Linked DNA regions of Mus musculus: region 1 is linked to region 2. Evidence: chromatin contacts called from public Micro-C data. All regions are on one chromosome and are shown on one strand. Each heading gives the region's core, a stretch centred on a gene start, on an enhancer-like site or on the middle of the called end of the contact. The rest is flanking DNA. Distances are from core to core; before and after follow the strand shown. Region 1 holds the start of Sox7 (SRY (sex determining region Y)-box 7). Region 2 holds the start of Xkr6 (X-linked Kx blood group related 6).

Region 1 (5,125 bases), core at 92-2,591, 340 kb before region 2:
GTAAAGAGATTTGAAGTAAGGTAAGGTTGAAAGTTTTTTGGCTTTGAGACTAATTCAGTGGGTTAAGGCATTTTTTGCCACGAAGCCTGAAGATGTGAATGTCTAATTCCTAGAACCCACATGATGGCAAGAAAGAACTTACTCCCCACCTCCCAGATGTCTTCTGACTGCCCCCCACACACTCATGGTGGCACGAGTGTGCACGCATACACTCACTAACACAAACACATTTAATTAATACGTGTGTGTATAAGTGTGTGTGTGTGTGTGTGTGTGTGTGTGTGTGTGTGTGTGTGTAATGCATATATTAACCCACCCACCCCTGCTCTGAGTACTGGAGAGAATAGAAAATCCAACAAGAACGGGTTCCTTGGAACCGTTTTAGCATTTTCATCCCCAATTCTCTGGCCTGTCTGGTTCCAGTCAGGATTATCTGCGGACAGCACCATAGCTATAAGCAAGAAGCGATGGGATTCAAAGACCCTCTCTGGCTGCTCAAAATTTCTTTTCAAGTTATTTACACTTCTTCGATAAATAGATGAGCGAACCCAGCCTATTCGGGTGGACATCTTTTGTTGCTGATTTTCTTTTTCTTTCTGTTAAATAGTTAAAAATAGAGACGTTTCTCAGTGAGGCCTCAACTGACGTACGTTCGTTATCTTTTTCTCTGTGACAATATCTCTTTCTGATTTTCCCAGTCTACAACGTGAGGAGTGGAGTCTCCTCAGTCTTCCAGCAAACGCCGGTTCCGCCGATTCCACCCAGACTAAACGTATCTGCCCCTCTGAGTCCTTAAGCCCTAGTTCCAGTCCCCGGGACAGGCCGCGGGTCGCTCCTGCTCCTGAGACCGGAGTCTCAGCTCCGCGACCCAGAGTAGGGACCAGTCCGGAGCCCCGTGCTGTTCCTAAAGTTTCACTGGTTTCACCGGTTTCACCGTGGCCCGCTCAGGCCCTGGTGGTGTCTGTGTTCAAATCCCACCCCCACTCCCCACCTTTCCGAACAGCGTTGTCACCCGCGCCATCCTCGCAACAGCTTCGTGCCCCGCGCACTTACCCAGCATCTTGCTGAGCTCCGCGTTGTGCAGGTCCGGGTTCTGCACTGCCAGACGTTTCCTCTCATCCTTGGCCCACACCATGAAGGCATTCATGGGCCGCCGGATCCGGCTTTCCGAACTCTTGTCCCCTGAAGGTCGGGGGACGGCGGGCGGCGACAGCCCATCCGACAGCTCGGCTTCCAGGGCGGGACACTCCAGTCCCTCGGTCCACGGATAGGCGCCCAGCAGCGAGGCCATGGCCGAACGCGGGTCACTTGGCTTCGCCTCGTGGGGCCGGCGCTGACCTGGCCCTCGCTCAGGTCGCGACGTCCAACTTGGCCAGCAGCCTCGGGCTTGGCCCTTATTTATCAGCTTCGGGCCACCGGGTCCGCCAATGACTCTCTGGGGCGGCGCGGCCCCTCCCGGCTGCCCCGCCGCGGCGTCCCCGCTGCGACCTGCCGGCAGGGGGAGGGAGGGGCCGAGCCTGCCCCGGTGCCCGCCCCTGTCCGCCCCTCCGCCTCCCGAGCCTGCCCCGATCCCGCTCCGGTGCAGGTGCTGCAGGGCCAGGAGGAGCGCGCCCACGGCTCGAAGTCACCACTGCTTGGCGCAGGAGTCAGGTCCAGCCCCTGTTCCGTTGTTGGGCTGCCCTCCGCGCTGGGACCAGACTCCACCAAAACTCCCGCAAAGGAAAACCGAACTCAAACAGCTTACACCAGGATACTCGAGGAGGAGAGACACTATCAATATCCCTAGATCGGCCAAGTATGCTGTTGTGAACAGATCACACCCATGGCTTGGGTCATCTCGCCCCAGTAAACGTGGGCAGCCACCAAGGGTCTTAGGTGGATGTGGGATCCACCGGACTAGGGACTCGGCGCACTGACTTCCCTAAACTGGCACTGTGGATCTCTAGAGGGGTCGGGTTTTCTGCTATCCGATTTTCCTCTTCTTGTCTTTGCCCCCATCCCACTCTGCCTGCCGCTGACCCCGGCAGTCTGAGTCTGCATCTTCCTTGCTAGTAGCCCTTTTGCGGAATCCATTTCTGGTGCTTCTTCCGACTCTAGAGGAGCCGCTTTTCCGCTCCTATGTGTCCCAACTACTTCCTTACAGTGGAGCCTTCTCGGTTTCCCCGTATCCTGAATGAGCTGTGGACCGGGAACTTGAGACCCTAACGCACGCCGCGGCTGCTTTGGCGGTTACATCAGCGCCTACACACAGTAGGCATTCAAGAACTGCCGAATGAGTGAATGAACGAATGAGTGAAATAACGAGCCAACATGCTTTAGACACACCCCACTGTAGAAACACCGCAGGGGCGGGGGGCCTAGTTCCTGGAATTAGACCCACAAACATTTATGGCGCGCCACCCCATGTGGAGGCTCCACAGAGGCGACCTTCGAAAGAGGCAGAGTCTGAGCGGAAGACAGTGGTGTTGGGTGTGAGACTCTGTCTTGAGTTACTGAATGCGTGACAGCAAGTCCGGTATCTCCCAAGACCTTTCCTAATCCTAAAACCCGGCGATAAGGCTGATCTCACAGGCGGTGATGAGGTAAATACAGTGAGCTCTGGCTGTGTAATCTTTGATGGAGATGCCTCTCTAGTCTCAAAGTCCCTGTGAGGTGACTGAATTTGCTTACAACGTGCAAGGCGGCCAGTGCTGAGACGCTGTAAATGTCCGGAGAACTGCAACTTCTCCGACTTTAAGACCTAATTTTACCCTCAAGGACCCTAGATAAAATTCATCAGGGCATGTGCTTTCGGCATAAAATAGACTCGGGTCAGGGTCCAGCAACAGGGCTCTAAGGCCGGTGTCCCTTAAAGCCGGTGATCGCTGCCCCACCCCCCACCCCCACCCCCGCTACTGTGCAAAGCCAGGACAGCTACCAGCCAAAGGTGGTGCAGCAGGGAGCTAGTCTGGAAGAGGGTGTCCTGAGGTGCAGGCCGCAGAGCCATCAGGCACCATCCTAGACTGGAAGGTTTGCCCAGCATATCCAGAGGCAGAAGTCTCCATGGGGCTGTTGGGGGTGGGCGCTAGGCCATTTGCAGTGTTGTGCTTCACTGCCACGATTGCTCCCAGACATGCTTCTCCTTGAGAGGTATGGCTTTCTGAGAAAGAGGAACAGGACGACAATGGATCACAAGGGGCCACTAGTTTGACCCTAACTCTGCTCAAGGGACAGGTTGCTTTTAATGCAGCTTCAGAGAGGCCAGCGCCTGTTTGTGGAAATGCTGGGCTCACACAGTGCAGAACCGTTAGGGAAGACTGTAGATACCTTGGCAAACCCGGGGCAAAGAGAGGGGTCAGGCTCGGAGAATACAGGTTGGGAAAGTTGCTTCCAAGTAGTTAGTTTCACACATTGCAACTGGTGATAGTTGTGAGCCTGAAGTCTTTGTGACTTTGCTCCATCGCTGACCGACCTGCTGCTTGGAGCCATCTGTAGGCTGGAACCCGGGCTGGTTGGTTTGCTCACTTTTGTAACTTCATCTTTGTAATGATGTTTCTTCCTCTCCCTCTCCCTCTCCCTCTCCCTCTCCCTCTCCCTCTCCCTCTCCCTCTCCCTCTCCCTCTCCCTCCTCCTCCCTCTTCCTCCCCTCCTCTTTCCCCTCCTCCTCCTCCTCTTCCTCTTTTAAATTTACTTTACATCCCAATTACAGCCCCCTCCCGCCTCTCTTCCCAGTCTCACCCTTACAAATCCCTCCCCCATTGTCCCCACACCTTGTCTCCAGAGAAGGGGAACCCCCCTTGGGTACCACCCCACCCTGGGGCATCTAGTCCCAGCAGGTCTAGGCACATTCTCTCCCACTGAGAATCATCCAGGCAGTCCAAGTAGCGGGGAAGGGACCTGGGAGCACGCTCTTTGGCCAGTGGGAAAGCCGGAAAAGGGTGGAGGAGACGCCAAAGGACACAGAGTTGCAGTGACCCTGGCGCCTCTCACATCTCTGCGAAAGTCATACTTTGCAAAAGTACTGATCAGCCCTGAAGAGTCGAAAGGCCGATGAACTACAGCAGCTACGGCGCCCCGCCCCGCCCTGCCCCGCCCCGCCCCGCCCCGCCCCAGGCATTCGGATGCCGGATTTTGCCAGTGCTGGCCCAGGACTGTGTCAGTGTATTGATCTGATCATTCTAGACTCCTGTAAGAGCTGCAAATACTAGCCTTCTGCAGGCAATGACTCAGAGTCAAGGCACAGGGGCTGCAGCTGGTCATATCAGGGCATAAACCCAAAGTGGCAAGGGATCCCCAGCTCCGTGCAGGATATCAGAGTCAAATATGCAGTACCTGAGAGGCGACCTTGCACACTGGAACCTGTGTGCGGACCATGCTTCAAATTTATCTAACCCAAATCAGGGCCGACCCACACAGGCTACCGGTAATAACCCCCCCCCTCTCTCTGCTCATCTCTTAAATGACATCTAGTTTTCCCTCTCCCTCTCCCCCTCTCCCTCAGTCCTTCTCCCTCTATCCTTCTACTTTCTACCTCTGCAGTTCCCTAGCCCTGGTTTTTCAGGAAGACATAACCTGACCACAGAAACCCTCAAATCAAAGCTTCCTGCAATTTGTCCCGTGAATTCCAGCCTTCATGTCTCCTCCATCTGTAAACTGAAGATTAAACCAGGTTGCGTGTGCACATCAATGAACTGTGAAACAATAGAATGGACACATGGTGAGCTTCTAAAAGGCTTAAAAGGTCAGGCCTTCAAAATGCTCCCCTCAAGGAGAGTTTTTCCATGGCCCTGGGGGCCTAGGAGAGGGAGACAGACAAAAAGGGTCAAAGCTGGCTTGCAGGTTTGCACTTCACCAGGCAGCAGCACCGCTATGAGCCAAATAGCCACAGAGACTGAGCAGGACTTAGCACAACTTCTCAGCCTTAGCCGGAGCAGACAGCAGCTGCGCTGTCCTCACTTAGAGCAAATGTCTCTTGTTGCTGTTTGTCCCTTGATCTAAGCTGGAGGTGGAAATTTTCCTCCCCATCTTTGCTTACACTGATCTGTCTGAATTTGATTGACAGTTCACAAGCTGGTTGCTATTGGCTTGCTCCACTCTGCTTCCATACCACCTACAGGAAGTCCAGGATGAGCTTAGTACAGGGCCA
Region 2 (5,460 bases), core at 124-2,623:
TTTTTTTTCCCTGTCACTGCGAAAAGGGCACATCTATTCCGGAAAGAAAAAAAAAGTCATTTTTTTTCCTTCAAGGAGGGCAGCGGTGTGGAGCAGCGGTGTTTGCAGGGGCTGGGGCTGCAGGAGGAGGAGGGGCGTGAAAGGAAGGAGTGCTTTAAGGAGAGGCAGCTAGGGTTTTTCCACAGGGCCCCACACCGGCCACTGCAGAGAGAAAACAGGAGTGGGGGGGGGGAGGAAATGTCCCTCGGGGAGGATGGGGGTAGGGGGGAAGGCCAAGTGCAACCGGCTGAAGGAGGCCAGGTCTCCTCCAGGATGCAAACGAGCGCCAGTTACCTTGGGACACAGCGGGGGGGGGAAAGGGGGCAACCAGGATGGAGGTCTGCAGAGGAGAGGCGGGAGGGTAGAGGCAGGGTCTTCTCCAAGTGCAACCCAGGGACGGAGATGGACAAACAGCAGGACCTAGGGCCTCCCCCGGGCCAAAAGGCGTGGCCAGGCAACCTATAGACCGTCCCGAGATGCTAAGACAGCGCACGGCTACCCCCGGCTCAACCTAGCCCAGACTGTCCGAGGGGCCCGCGCGCGGCCGCAGCCCCCGCCCCCAGCCCGCAGTGCTCTTACCTCCACACCTGCCCCATCTGCAGCAGGTGGATGACCGACTGCCAGATCCACACGGAGAGGCGGCACAGACGCTGCGCCCCCGGGGTGGCCGAGCCCCCCGCACCCGGGCCGCCGCGGGCCGCGCCGTGGCCGTAGCCGGCCCCCATCATTGGGGGTCCCCGGCTGCTGAGCCCCTCCACGGCGCCTAGCCCGCCGCCCGTGTAGTCCTGCACGAACCAGCGGAAGCTCAGGCTCTGCACCAGCAGCGACGGCACCAGCACGAAGAACAGGGTCAGCCCGAAGCAGCCGTAGTCCCCCTTGCGGTAGTAGTCGAGGGCCAGCCACAGGTCGGTACCCACGTCCCCGAAGAACACCAGCAGCGCGAGCACGATCCACAGGCAGTCAAGCCACGGCCGCTCCACCTGCGGCGACGCGGGCTGCGGTCGGCCGGCCGAGGGCGTCGGGGGGTGGCGGCCGGCGGCCCCGGGCGGCTGCAGCGGCTGGTCCCCCCCGTCGGCGGCGGCGGCGCTGCGGCGCGGCTTCTTGCCCAGCAGCGAGCGCAGGCAGGCGGAGCGGCAGCCCCAGTAGCACGAGGAGGTGTTGCAGCAGTGGCAGATGTGCAGCGAGCTGCTCTCGCCGGGCTCGCTGCCGTCGCCGCCGCCGCAGCCGCCTCCCCCGGGCTCCCCGTCCTCCTCGCCGCTGCCCACCGCCTCGTCCAGGTTGTGCAGCTGGGCGAAGCCCACCCCCACGCCACCGCCATCGGATTTCGCCGCCATCTTGACTCTCTTCCCAGCTCCGGAGGTTGGGGGGGAGGGACGGGTGGGGGGAGAAGGCAGGGACCGGGGAGGGGGGGAACGAATGGAGAGGAAGGGGGGCGGGGAGGAAGCGGGGAGCAGACGAACGGGGGGAGTGGGCCAGGGAACCCCCTCCGCTTCCGGGCGGGCGGCGTCACTTCCGGGCGAGCCCCCCAATCGCACGGCGCCCGCAGCCTCCTGGCCCTACCCTACCGGCCAAGATGGCCGCCCTCCTGTGCCTCAGCTGCTGGGCGGGGGGCCGGGGGGTTCTCCCCGCCAGGGCTCCCCGTCCCCTCTTCCGTTGACCCCGAAACCCATCAGGTTGACCCCTCGGCGTTTCAGAATCCCGCTGGGTTGAGTGAGACGGTCCAAAGTGTTCCCTGGAGGAGGCAGTGCCAGACGTTTTGGGGTCCCCTTCCTCTGCGTCGCAGCTCTCAGCTTTGCTCTGGGAGAAACGCCCCCTAACACCCTCCCGGCTGCGGGCAGAGGGGCGGGACCTTTGAGGGAAGGGGAGGAGCTAGTGAAAAGCAGGTGATTACTTGTCACTTCCGGGAGATAGGATGACCTCATTGTGTAGTTAGACACCCCCCTCCCCCCCACCAAAATGGCTGTGTCTCACCTCTGGCTGGATAACCCCCCCTTCATCCGTGTTAGTTTCTTATTTTGAGGGGCTCTAAAAATAATGACATAAGTCAATAAGAGTCCACAAACTTACTGATTCTCACTTCTGTTTAGACATCTTTCATCTTTATTGACCCCCTAATTTTCCTGTCACTTGATAACTTTCCCATATTTTGTAATAAAGTTTCCAACTTTCCCTCAAGAAAATTCTAGGCAAAATTTAGCTAGAAATCAGCCTGGTTGCCTCTTTCCTGTTGTAGCAAGAACTAAATGGGCATCTTGTGACCTTGAGTGTTTTCTGCACAGTCAAACATGTTTTTACCTACTTTTTTTTGTTTGTTTTAGCGTGATTTTAAAACTCTCTAAAGACCTTCATTTGGGAAAAAAAAAAAAAAAAAAAAAAAAAAAGCTTTAAGCTGTATGTATCAATTACTTGTTCAGGCAATTTGAATGTGTGAAACTTGTCTTTGCCAGTGTTTTGGGGGGTGCTAAGGCTCTGTTAGTAAACATGGCTTTAAATGAGTGAAAATGTTATTAATGTGCTATATCATTAAAATAGGTGCAGAGTATTTGAGCTTCACTAACAAATTGTATAAATGAGGCAGCACTGAATGGATTTGAATTACAATGCTCTTTCAGTGGAAGACAGCAAACTACTTAGTTGTTATTGATGAGTTATTTTAAAGAAGTATTTTAAAGAAAAAGTGAAAAAGAAAACACTGGAATTTTCTCATCAACCTCTGTAGATTGTTTTTATCCAATTTTTTTCAGTAATCTAAGAATGGCAATAATGGGTTTTTTTGTTTTGTTTTTTGTTTTGTTTTTTTTGGAATGCTAACAAGACAAATAGGTAATATGTTTATAGCATTGAGGTTCTGAAGAAAAAAACTACTTTGACAACTTATGACATTTAACCCTATAGGATCTACTTCAGTTTCTAGAGTGACTGGGAAAGAAGAGAATACCCTATTGCAGAACACAAGTTTTCATGAGTATATCATGCCAAGATAAAATGTATAAAAACTGAAAAACTATGTAAAGAATTTTACCCATACATTACAGAAAGTGATTCTAAAATCTACTTTGTGAAAGAAATCATATAACTGCATCTTTTACTTTTTGCTATAGTTTAATCCTTTTACTTTCTATGGTAATAAAACAGCACTAACAGGTAAAATATTATTTCTGCATATAGGTGAAAGACTGTTTCTTTGCTGGAGTTGAAACAACACCTTGGGGGCTGGAGAAATGGCTCACAGGTTAAGAGCACTGGCTGCTCCTCCAGAGGACCTTGGTTCCCTTCTCAACACCCACATGGCAACTCACAACTGTCTCTAATCCAAGTTTCAGGGGACCTGGCATCCTCATGCAGACATAAATGCACATAAAAATAAATCTTTTCAAAAAGAAAAAAGGAACAGCAGTGAAATAACATCTTAAACCATGGGTTGCACACAGTTGCTCAGACATGAATTCTTGTTCCATTAAAGTGGTATGTGAATAACATAAACCAGATAATCTCTTTAAACCTCAGTTGATGTCTTCATATCATGGAATATATGCTTTCTTTGAAACTGTGCTCAGTAATAATCTATTTAAAGCTTCCAACATGATACCTCATAGGCAGTAAACAAATGGTAACTAACTGCCTGTGTTATTGTTGCCCTTACTGTTACTGTTATATTGGTATCACCCCAATATATATCTAGTTAAACCCTATTAAGTAAATTTATTGGCACTAATATAAGAAAGCATTTTGAAATATTTCCAGGAAATAAGTGCAATTAATTTGTACTTTTAAATATATTTTCTTTATTTAAATCTGGGACTACGAAATGAGATACAAAAGCAGGCAGTAACGGCATATTTATGATCCTTATTTCTCTGTGCTCTGAAAGAATAGCATCTACAGGTGAAATTAGCTAAGTAATTTACACTCACACTCGCTAAGGCTGACAAAAGAGACAATGAGTCAAAAAGTGTCAAATTGAAGTTTCAGGTAGATACATGATTCAGTCTTTGCAAGTGATTTCAATTTTGTAATTGCTGGCTCAACAATTTTATCTTTCTATCTTTTTTGTCTTTTGGTTTTTTTTGGGTTTTTTTTGTTTTTTGTTTTTTGTTTTTTTTTGAAAAGGGGGGCATGCATACATTCTCCAATCCAGAAGGCTCTAAAATTAAAGTCAGTAACAGTGATAATAAACCTATCTTTAGTAAAAGATTTATATGAGATTTTGGACTATTTGGTGGAAGATACAATTTAACCCAGAGTTTTAGGTCAGTTAAATATTCTGTGCATGTTTAGCACTGTGTCAGTATTGAACACATAGGCATTGGATAGATGAAAGTGTTAATGGCTAATTTTCTGGGTAACTAAGATTTAAAATTGTGTTAACAAAAAATTAGAGTTTATATTTTATTATGTGAATCTTTATAAAATCATTGGAGTGTTACAGAGACAATTCAACCCTTTATGTAAATCACAGAAAGAAGAGTAAGTTAAAAAAAAAAAAAGTTACTCATTGTCCTGTTTTCAATATAAGGGCAATAGTTAACCTTTTAATTTGAGGTCTATTGATTTGCTATTTTGGTACTTGGGATTAAAACTCAAGACCTCATACATGCTAAGCACATGCTTTTCCTAGCTAGTTAACCCTTTCTTGACAGCTTGGCTTTAAGATGGCCTTGTGCTAAGAGGCTGCTTAGACCTAGTAGGCACCTTTATTATAGGTACTAGTGTGGCTTTTTCCTAATCTCTTTTTTTAGCCTTTGCTTTCTATAACTCAGTCAGTTAACAGTTTGATCCTATGCTTCTACTACTATGTAGACTGAAAAGCTAAACAACAAAGCGTGTTCCAATTGCATGTAAATTAATTCTAAATACTTTCTAAGAGCCTTTTGAGTATTGTAAGGTGGTTTTACTATATAGAAGTTGTGACTTAAATCTTATTTGGAAGTACTTGGGGTTTTCCTTAAATTTTGGGGTTTTCTTAATTCTTGGCTATTTTCAGAAAAGCAAAGAAGAAACTTAGTGTTGAAGCCTATCATGTACTAAACACTCTCCTAACTATTGTTCCTTTTAAATCTTACAGTGGTACCAAAAGGCTCCTTCATAATCAGTTCTACACAATGAGTTCTCCTGAATCACACCCTATGCCGTCTACCCACTGATGCCAACCCCAAAGGACATCATATCACAGCACTAGTTATAGGAAGGACCCTGTTACATTGCAGTAACGGCACACATCTAGGACACATCGTGTAAATCCTAGTATGAGGATGGGCCTCAGCACGACACCACTGATGGGCTTTTGAGCCTCTGGAAGCTTCTTAACTCTAAGTGTGCATCATCCTTATGCTTCTATTTTACTAACTTTTGTAGAAATAGAACCTCCTTTAGAACTGCAAAGCAAATTCATAGAACCTGTTATTTTGATATTTGATGTTA

What was found. A called contact is a pair of places that touch in the nucleus more often than the background predicts.
Region 1: a Micro-C map of embryonic stem cells shows a contact between it and region 2, with 4 times the contacts expected there. The contact joins the promoter of Sox7 here to the promoter of Xkr6 in region 2. A contact is called at or near these places in 1 of 39 promoter capture datasets (liver) and 1 of 484 Hi-C or Micro-C datasets (embryonic stem cells).

Annotation. Positions count from the first base shown.
Region 1 is chr14:63,939,922-63,945,046 of GRCm38.p6, reverse strand. Sox7 (SRY (sex determining region Y)-box 7) reads right to left here and starts at 1,341. Exons shown (of 2, transcript NM_011446.1): 1 at 1,054-1,341. The coding sequence starts at 1,291.
Region 2 is chr14:63,602,443-63,607,902 of GRCm38.p6, reverse strand. Xkr6 (X-linked Kx blood group related 6) reads right to left here and starts at 1,373. Exons shown (of 3, transcript NM_173393.2): 1 at 619-1,373. The coding sequence starts at 1,373. It overlaps Gm15918 (predicted gene 15918), which reads left to right and starts at 184. Exons shown (of 2, transcript NR_167937.1): 1 at 184-944; 2 at 5,105-5,460.